Regions from separate parts of the Sus scrofa genome. Here region 2 is linked to region 1. A link is a contact called in public promoter capture Hi-C data. All regions are on one chromosome and are shown on one strand. The core of a region is the stretch at or near the end of the contact, and the rest is flanking DNA. Distances in the headings are between cores, read along the strand shown. Region 1 holds the start of SLC16A2 (monocarboxylate transporter 8). Region 2 holds the start of RLIM (E3 ubiquitin-protein ligase RLIM).

What was found. Promoter capture Hi-C pulls out the DNA fragments that hold promoters and counts their contacts.
Region 2: a contact with region 1 is called in a promoter capture Hi-C map of liver, with 4 times the contacts expected there. The contact joins the promoter of RLIM here to the promoter of SLC16A2 in region 1. A contact is called at or near these places in 1 of 5 promoter capture datasets (liver) and 1 of 47 Hi-C or Micro-C datasets (heart right ventricle).

The regions. Positions count from the first base shown.
Region 1 is chrX:59,745,868-59,750,934 of Sscrofa11.1, forward strand. It overlaps SLC16A2 (monocarboxylate transporter 8), which reads left to right and starts at 2,818. Exons shown (of 6, transcript XM_021080455.1): 1 at 2,818-3,415. The coding sequence starts at 2,986.
Region 2 is chrX:59,916,607-59,921,924 of Sscrofa11.1, forward strand. It overlaps RLIM (E3 ubiquitin-protein ligase RLIM), which reads right to left and starts at 3,858. Exons shown (of 4, transcript XM_003360370.4): 1 at 3,507-3,858.

The DNA.
Region 1 (5,067 bases), core at 1,568-4,067:
TCACAGACATTGAAAATCTTATGGTCTCTGGAGGAGACAGTTTGGGGGGTGGGGGGAATGTGCTGGGGTTGTGGGATGAAAATTCTATAAAATTGGATTATGATGATCATTGTACAACTACAAATGTAATAAATCCATTGAGTAATAAAAAAATTAAAATGGAATAAACGGTAGGTATTGCATATGTTTCTAAAATGGTGGGATAGTGGTTACATAATCCTGTCTCCTAGATGGGACAAATACTTTGAAGCTCACACAAATAAGCAAAGATTTCTGTTCTTCCTCTTGATGGCTTTGTAGACTTAAACTGCTGATTTAACCTCGCAGAGAGTGTTTCTTCACTTGTAAGATAGGGACAAATAACCGCAATCTTATAGGATTGTCATAAAAGCTTATATGAGATCCTACATGTAAAGGGCTAGCACAGTGCTAGGTTCACAAGACATTCTCAGTGAGTGTCATCTCTCTCTCTCACACACACACACACACCCATTGATCTAAAAACCATTGATCTCCAGTGATCTAAAAATACCATAGAAAAATGAGAATAGAATTTAGACAGTTAGGAGTCTGATATGGGCTGCAAGACTCTAAGGTCTATTCCCAGTTCTGGGGGTGGAATTAACCCTTTTCAGGGTCTTAATCAGGTTCCCTGCAAATGGAAGCCAAGGCTAGTGCTCTGCTAGGGCAACAGTTTGTCCTGTGTATGGTGAGACTGCTGACTAAAAAGCAAATCTGAGGCCCCAGTGTCCATAATGTCCATGATTTGTCAGTCCTCATGACTGAAGCATTGTGGCTTTTTATTAAAATGCAAATGTTTCCTGGGAGAGGCAGCATACATATTAACTTTTTGGCCTGATTAGCTTTCACTTACCTTTTTATACTGGTGGAGTCCTTCCCTCTTGGCTCTGTCCCTTTTCGGTAGGAACACCCAAACTCCACCCCTAGTCTGTTAAAATCCTTCTCAACATTCAAGGCCCATCTAGGCCACTACCTCCTCCGGAAGCCTACTATGATAACTCAGCCACATCCTGCCTTCCTTCCTCTGTCCCTCTCCCAGGGAGCACCAAGCTCCAGATGCCCGTGGTGACGCTCAGAGAGCCCAAAGCTCTGCTGTATAAAGACCTGCCTTGAATTCCATCTTGTACTTGACTAGTCCCATGACCTTAAGCTAATAAACGCCTTGACTTCGGTGAGCCTCTGGCTTCCTGCTGGGAGAAAGCGGGTGAAAAAATACTCACCTCGGAGCAATGAGGGACATGCTCTATTCCTAGAGCAATTCCTGCTTTGCCAACCACATGACCCCGGTGATTTGTGAACTTGGCTGATTCCTCTCACAGCAGGGCAAGCTACTTGGGACACTATCCTGCTTAACTCACTCCGCCCTCAGGTGGTTAATGACTATGTTCCTGAAATTCTGGCGCAGCCCAGAGCTGCATTTTCACCTGCCATGCAGTCTTTTCAGCCAATAAAAAGGTTAATGAGATGCTGGGTAGAAAGGGCTTGGCACTTGCCCGCCTGCTGGTGGGGAGCGAAGTAGCTTGGTAACCACACCACGAACTTATGATTAGTGCATTAGTCGCGTGGGCCCTTAGGGGAGGCAGAGCTTCCCTGGATCGCGGGGGCCGGCCCCGAGGGCTGAGACTGGAAACAGCCTTGCACTCCGGCAGGGAGCCCAGCTCCCTCCTCCTGGGACCCGCGCACTCTCTAGGGAGCAAACTCTCCTTCATCCTCCCAGGGTTAGGGCCTCAGTCTGGGAAGTTCGGCGGGATCTGATGTCTTTACGCTGGAGGTGGGCGGAAGGGGACGGTGTGTGCGGGAAGACATCCCTTCGCTAGGGGCACAGCGGAGTTCCCGAGCGCCCGAAAAGCCGCAGAGGAGGCCCGAGGGATCAGCCCAACGGGGATGTTGAGGGCCTGGAGGCCCTTCCTCAAACTGGCGGCTGGACCTGGCCCCGACTCTTAGTTCCCCAATATGGGACGAAGATCCGGGAGGAGCCTGAGCTGGCTCCGGCTCCCGCCCCGCCCCGCCCCGCCCCGGCCCGGCCCCCTCCGGGGCCACTGCCCCTCCCTCCCTTCCTGGCCCAGCCCCCGGCCCAGACTCGGCCCTCTACGGCTCCTCTGGGCTCCAGGTTGGCGCAAACAAAGCCCTGATTGACTGCCCGGAGGGGCGGGCCTCGTTGCCGGGCCGCCTCCTCCCATCCGCGCCCCGCCAGGGATTTGCCGGGAAGGGCGGGGGCGGAGGGGGAGAGGCTGGGGTGGGGGTGGGGGGCTGTTGCGCAGGACTATGGGGGGCTGAGCCCCCGGGCTCAAGAAGACTTTACCCACCTTCTGTCCGAAGCTTAGGCTGTTCCCTTCAAGTCCCCCTCAAGCCCAAGGTGGTCACAGGCACTACTGAGGGCGGGGGGGCTCTCTCACAGGCCATCTCTTGTCCTGGGGTCCCTGGGGCCACCCAGTTCCAGGCTGCTGGTGAGGAAGGAGAGAGTGGGAGAAAAGGACTAGCGGAGGTCTTCCCTGGGGATTCTGGGTTGATCAATGCCGGTTTGAAGCCTGCAGGGAGGAGAGGTCAGGGGATTGGGATGGTTTGCTCTCGTTTTCTACTGTAACTATCCTTCTCCTGGGCTTCTGGACAAGGAGGACGGGATTCAGTAGTTTGGAAAGGGAGTTGAAGGAGGCAGCGGCGAATAGAGTAGGTAGGCGAGTATGAGGAGGAGGAAGGGCTGGGGAGAAGAGCGAGGCTGCAGCCGCTGCCAGTTGAGGGAGGAAGAGGGGGGGAGGAGGGGGAGGAGAGAGATGACATGGGAGAGGAGGAGGGGGGTTGAACGGGGGAGGAGGAGGAGAGGGCTCGAGGGACCGTCTGTCGCGGGACAGGCTGGCCATCTGGGGCGCGGAGCCGGGAGGAGGCGGCAGCAGCAGCAGCAGCAGAAACAAGTACCAGCCACACAGCGGCTCCTCCAGCCCGAGCAACCACAGTCCCCCGGCCGCGATGGCGCTGCAAAGCCTGGCGAGCGAGGAAGCTAAGGGGCCCTGGCGGGAGGCAGACCAGGAACAACAGGAGCGGGTGGGTAGCCCCGAGCCGGAGCCTGAGCCGGAGCCGGAGCCCGTGCCTGTGCCCCCACCCGAGCCTCAGCCAGAGCCCCAGCCGGAGCCCCAGCCCCTACCCGACCCTGCACCAATGCCGGAGCTGGAGTTTGAGCCGGAGCCGGTGCACGAACCCGAGTCCACGCCCACAGTGGAGACCCGCGGCACCGCTCGAGGCTTCCAGCCCCCAGAAGGTGGCTTCGGTTGGATGGTGGTCTTCGCTGCCACCTGGTGCAACGGCTCCATCTTCGGCATCCAGAACTCCTTCGGGATTCTGTACTCCATGCTGCTGCAGGAGGAAAGAGAGAAAAATCGACAAGTGGAGTTCCAAGCAGGTGAGCGGCCCCGCGGGCCCCACCTGGCATTCTAGGCAAGGGTGTCAGTTCTCGCTGCAGCGGATCCCATACCTTCTTGTCCGAGGCGCCCCTGTAGCGCGCCGCTCGGACTCCTCCCCCTTGCCCCTTGCCCATGGAGCTCCTAGGGCGCGGGTTGCCGGGCTCTGGGCAGCCTCGGCTGCGGAGACTAGGCGCAAGACGTCCCGGGGGTGGGACCTGGCACATTCGTTGATCACACGCAAGGATTGAACTTTTTTGCTCTGGGACATAACCAGACGCACCTTTCGGGTTTGTTTAAAGTACTCTGAGTGTGTGCACTGGGGAAAATATTCGCAGAATTTTTTTGGGGGGGGGGTAGTGCGAAGCCCCGTAGAGAGGTGAGAATTGGGAGGTTGGGAGGGCTGAGAGAAACAACGTACCGCAGATCTCCGCAACAGCCCCTGTTCCTGTACAGGGAGCGGAGGTGTTTTCTATCAAAAACACTTTAGGAACCCTGGTGACTCTGAGCGAAGAGTCAAGCACATGGGAGGCGTGTGAGTCTGCAGGAGAGAGAGGAAGGGAGGGAGTGCGAGTGGGGGTGTGTGCGAGTCTCTTTGCCCACCGTGGTTACAGCGCAACCCGGCCGGGCCATCCTTTGCCACTCTGAAGGAGTGAGCAGGTCTCCATGCCCCCTGCGCTGAACCCCAAAGCAGGCAGGGAGGCAGTCTCCGTGGTCTCCTGCCAGAGAGGCGTGAGGCAGCTGACAGGCTGGGCCCTGAGGCTCACTTCGCACGGCCCCCAACCTCAGCCATGCCCTCCCAAGCGCCCCGCGCCTCTCCGCTATTTGCGAGATGCCTCGTTCATCCTTAGCTGGAGTGCCAGCCTCCTCCACTCCCGCCTTCGTGCGATGCCGACTTGATCTTCCCTAAGACCAGCAGGGCTGGGGGCATAGCTCTTGCTCTTCAGGCCCGCAGCCGCAAGGAGCGCAGGCTTGTGCGCTTCTCCCATTGAGCCTGCCTGTGAGCTCAGAGAAGTCAGAATAGCCATCCCGCTTTCTCAGCAAGCTGCTGGCAAAGCCCTTCAGCGGTTCTGATGAGGAGTCTCCGGAGAGAGCCGAGGGGCTTGGGATGCCATTTCCTCAAGGCTCACTCCCTCTTGTGGCTCCTCAGGATAGCCCCACTTGAGACCCACCTCAAGTTCGCAAGAATAAGTGGCTTTTTAAAATGAAGCTGAGAATAAGTGTTGCCCTGGGGTTGAACGTTTTCCTCCTCTCACCACCTCCAAATAGGTATTTCTGCTGCTGTCTGAGGGGTCCTAGGGATTATTTAGTGAATAGAATCCTTGAATTCTGGAGTGTCCACCTGTGGATTCCCTAGGTCCTTGAAGAGCCTCTCTTAACGCTCTCAACCTAGGATTCATTTTGTCCCCAGTTTGCAGCTTCCCTGGGCTGCCCTTAAAGAGATTTGGGGGCTCTTAATGCCTCTGACCTTGTGACCTATTGTATGGGGCCCACTTGAAAGGTTGAATGCGCATTGATGGCTGTCAAGGGCAAGTCTCAGAACTGCCCAGGCTGTGTTGACGCCTGACTGGAGGAGGTCCCTGACTGTGTGGAACAACTTCTGAGGGGAAGGTCATTGCCACATTCACCCCCTGGGACTACATTTTCCCTGCTT
Region 2 (5,318 bases), core at 2,608-5,107, 170 kb after region 1:
TTTAATATCTAAAATGAATTGCTTGATTATCTGGGAAACCTCCATATTCAAGGTTGAGAAAAAATAACAAAGGAAAAAACAGATACAGAAGTATTATTGCTTTCTTACACTGGTTATCAAAATATCAAAGGATAATATAAACCAGACACTTTTTGAAATCAGTGAGCCATAAGATTTTGGAAATGTCTGTGTTACACAGAATTGTTAAGGAATTGAGCTTACAAAGGAAAAACACATCCCAGTCCTAGGTAGTGGTCCAAAATTCTAGCACCTCATTGGTTTGGATTTGACTAATGACTTTTCACTTTGATTTGTTATCCACTCTATGGTAAATCAAGGGAACAAAAGGTTGGTGAATGGTTTGTGGAAGCTATTTCCCAATTGGCTAGAGTCATGGAAAAAGTAATACACACATTATAATTCCATAAATGCGGATGTCCCATTTGATCTACTGTATTATTTAAAGCCTCACTATATGTTCACTAACCTGAAAGAATATATCCAACCAGCATAACATTTCTAGATTATCATTCCATTGTTAAGCTATTTCTTAAAGCCATTTGATTTTAAATTGTTTATCAAATTATATCAAAAGCAGTAATAGCTGAAAAAGGAACCCTGCCAGACGAAAAGAGGGTGTAACTGCTAAGTAGGTCTCACCTGCTTCATAAAGCAAATTTCCTTTAAGTGTTAACAAAAGTTTTTGATGCAACATAACCTACAGGTTTTTTTTAAATCACAACCTTTCATTTTCTTTGCATTTCCAATATCATCAGATAACAATTAAATCTAGAGATATAAGAGTTTAGTGACTTTGGCATATGACAGACCTGAGTTAAAATGGGGGCTCTACCACTTATTAGCTACTTAATTGAGGACAAATTACCTAATCTCTAAGTCTCAGTTACCTCTGTAAAATAGGTAATATTCTCATGAAGCCTCACTGTAAGGATTACCAAATCATGCATGTGAAGCACAGAACCTAGTATATAAGTAGTCAGTACAAATTAGTTATGAGTCTAGGCTAACTACTCATACCAGGTTGCCTGGAAAAATCCAGGTTTGCAACTGTTGTCCAGGCATAATTATTAATAATGTCCCTTTTGCTCTTAAAAACATCCTAGTTAGGGCAATAAATTATGCAGTTACCTTAATGATGATGAAAGGAGTTAATACTAATTAAAGTACTATATATCAATTATGACTTTGGGTATCTCAAAGGAAAAAAATCGAATACCACACAAAATATGAGATTATATTCTTGTAATATAGTCTGATGGTTCATTTAATTATTCAATAAACATTCAAACACTATTTATTTGTACACATCCCATTCCAACACTGATTTAAGGCAGTAAGTTTCTATCTCGTTCTTTCTCTTCTATACAGGTATTGGTAAACCTCACACATTATTTTAAAAGATGAAAATTCAGATAGAGCACTAGTGAGTTTCAGCTACTCAGGAACACTACTCTTTGAATACCCAGTGAAAAACACTCATTCTGATTATGAAGAATGCCCAACACCAACTAACATGTATCAAATAAGCCCATCCAATTACAGGGCCTGCAAAACAGAATAAATTATTTTTAAACATGCATTCTACACATAAATTATCAGGAGACGCAACAAAAAATAAATTACCTGACTGTTATGACATAGTATTGTAATACAATAAACTGGATTTTAGTTTTCTTCACTCTCTGCTCTAGAAAAAAAAAGAATCCATTATTCTTCCTCTTTGATAAGATAGACATTTTCTTTGAAACAGACACATCCTAAAAAATACATATTCTATATATTTTTAGATACACACACATACATACATACACATACCATAACCCAACCTAATTCAACATCAATATTAGGATATTTGGGGAGACTGAGGTCAGAGGGATATGTTAGATATAAGACTTCCTTTAAAGGTTGAGAGCCAATCTACATTTGATATAAACTTGATTAAAATAGGCTTTTCCTTATCATAACAGTAATTATTTTCGGATACTCATGGTTACTTTCAAGAACTTATTTGGCACACTACACTAGCCTAAGGTAGAAACTAAAGTATGAAAGATTATCCGGACATCTTAGGCTAAAGAATGAAGCATTTTTTTCAGTAAAAGAGTATACTAAATGAAATTTTAAAAAAATTTTAGATTAGTCTTCCTGGGCACTTTATTTTTACAACTTAGAAAACTGATTTTTGGAGAGCGTTAACTGTGCCTGCCTGCTCTCAAGTCATCCAGGACGGACATAATGTACCTGATGGGGTGATATGAGTGTTCTTTAATCACAAAGAATCAAAGAAATGATTTGTAGTAGTACGTTTATTTCTTCCTCCCTTCAATCATCCAAAGCCACTGCGGTTAATTCTGATTCAGGAAATGCGGGCTCCTTATATCCAGCAAAAAATTACTATGGGGCCTTGCAAATAATGGATCACAATGTGATATAAATGCTTCCTCTTGCCCCAAAACGAAAGAATGACCTAAATAAGAAGCCTGCTAGGCCTCAGATTCTCGGACTAACCTGTGGAATAAGTATGGTGAAACTGTCTAGGGAAGGAACGTGGCTGTCTCCTCCATCTTGAAATTAATCAGCATAAGGGAAAAAGGGACTGAGCATTCAGGAAGCAGAAGCCCAACCGGTTAATACTAGTTACTAAAGCTATGGCGTACGTGGCAGGTACCGCCCGCAGAAGCCGAGACCCTTAGGCCTCTTTTTTTTGGGGGGGGGAGGGGTTGAGTTGTTGGCGGATCGAAAGGAAATTAACTTCAAAATCATTTGGCCCAATTCCCACACTCACTCAGGGAAAAACAACAAACACGCAACGGCTTTTCCCTCCCTTTTGGGGGGAATGCTTGCAGTGATATCTGGCAAAGGATACGCCAGGGTTATTTGAGCAAAGGAGTAAACCACATTTGCTTCAGATCCTCAGGGAAGATGGCATCACGGCCCCAGGGGGCGTCTAATTGATAGTGCCCTACAGAAGGGCTCAAAATGGGGTTTTGCAAATCCTGAGAAATCTAAAGGCCCAAGAGCTCTCACATCTAACTTAGAGCAGGCTGATTTTTTGCCCCCATTTCCTAAATCCAAGCCCGCCATGTAAAAGGGAGGGGGGGAAAGAGGCGAGGTAAGTCTCCAGAGGACCGAAGAGAGAAAAACCTGAGACGATCAAAGATTTTCACGCCTAAGGCCAACACTCGAAAATCGCCTCCCCCAAATTCTTAAGGTTCTGAAGGGCTCAGGCTGAGGCTCGCGAGGCCACGGAGAGGAAGTACTACCCATCTCCTTCCCCTTCTTCAAAGAGCCGGTTGACTATACACCCAACTAAAATGGCAGCGGCGACTACGCCACGGAGCCCCCCACTGCAACCGGCGCCTGGGGTCCGCAGGCGGCGCTGACCCTCCGCCACGATGCGCCACTCAGACCATTTTGAGAGAACGCGGCAGTCACAGCTCCGCTGTCTTCTCGCTCTCCATCCATTTCTCGGAGGACTCACTTACTCGATTTTAGTGTCGTGATCCGACTCGGTCGGTTCGGCCGCCGCCGCCGCCGCCGCCGCCGCCGCCGCCGCCCCGCCGCCCCGCCGCCGCCGCCGCCGGGGCTCCTGGGCGCCTCCCCTGCCGCCGCTCTCAAGCCCGCCTCCGATGAGTCGCTGGTTGAGACCCGCCTCTAACCCAGCGCCTGCTCGCAGACGTTGCTCAGGCAGCCATTATCTTCCCCATTGTTACCAAGCAGCGACAGGAAACGCCCGCCCACAACAGGAAGTGATGATGCCGCGTCTAGCCCCGCAGCCCCACTCCCAGCCTGTTAGCCAATCCCCGGCGATTCCTCGAAAAGGCTCGGTGGGAGGAGGAGAGGGACCGCTGACGACGCGGCAAGGCGGGCCACCGCCTGGAAAAGGAAAGCTGCTGTGACGCCCACCATGTGACAAGCCACACCCTCCTCCGCCATTTTGAATTGTGGCGAGAAATTCACGTTCTGAGAATTGTGGGAACCTTTGCTTTCCCATTTTGAAAGCTGGAGGACGTCACCATCTGATTGCTGGAAGCCCTTTTCCGAGAGTGAGAAATGTGGTGTTAGTCTAACCTGACGTCGATTCACAGAATTAGTCCGGGCCTGTTAATACAGCGTCCTACTTTTATTCGACATATATTTATCGAGCGTAAACTGTGTCAAGCACTGTTAGAGATGTTGGGATACAGCGGAAATTAAAGCAGGCCAAAATCCCAGTTTTCGTGGGTCTACTTGGGGAAGGGACAATAGTTACTATATATGTATATGTTACATATGTATAAATGCTAAGGAGAAAAAGCGAGGGACAGTGGTGGGAGAGTGTCACGACAAACAGGAATTTGCGGTTTTAAAAAGAGTGGTCAGAGGTGGCCTCGGATGGTAATTCTGAAATACTTGAAAGGGGGCGGTAATTGTAAAAGGGTGGGAAAATCTGATAACGTTGGAATTTAAGGGCGGTTAAGGAAAGACTTTTCTTGGATACTAATGCCTGAATTGGAATCTAGGGAATAAACTATCCCGCTTCCAACTCCCGCTTTCACAGTTAAAAACAACCGTACCCAGGTCTTTAGGGTGTTTCCATGTTTCTTGTCCCATTTTTCTGTTTTCTTTGTTTTCAGGTAACACTCCAGCTACACTGGCTTTCTCACTACTCTTCCAGCAAACTAAACTTGTTCCGACCTCTACAACTTTATATAGGCTGGAATTTTTCCCTTAATATCTTTGCTCTCATCATCCGAGCCTTTTCTCAATTGTCATTTCCCTAGGGGACACTTCCTTAACCACCCCACCTGAAATTACAACTTCCCTTACCTGCTAAATTTTCTTTAAAGCATTTTGAAATAAATATTTGAAAATATTTGTTTACCTCAACCATTTAAGAACAGTAAACCCCTTTGTTTTGTTCACTGTTTATATCCCCAGTGAGCTCATAGTAGCCCTCAAATATTTTTTGAGACCGTACAGGCCTCAGCATGATGGCCATTTCATCAGCCAGGAATATAAGTGTATTTCACTCCAAGCAGTTAACAACAATATCCCTCATACTTCCCTGCTCAACTTTTCAACAGTCTTGATATTGTCATTTTTAACAGTAGAGGAATATAATTTAGGTGCTGTGTCTCTACTCAGCTTTTGTCTTATGTTCTATAATCATACAATAGAACTTTTACCTAGAATGTGTAAAATGAATTCTTCAGTGGCCAGCAATTGCTCCTAACCTGATACTCAGATTATGGCAGTAGCATTAACCTCTCCTTGACATATTCTTAAGGCAAATGTGTCTTAATGTAAAATATAAA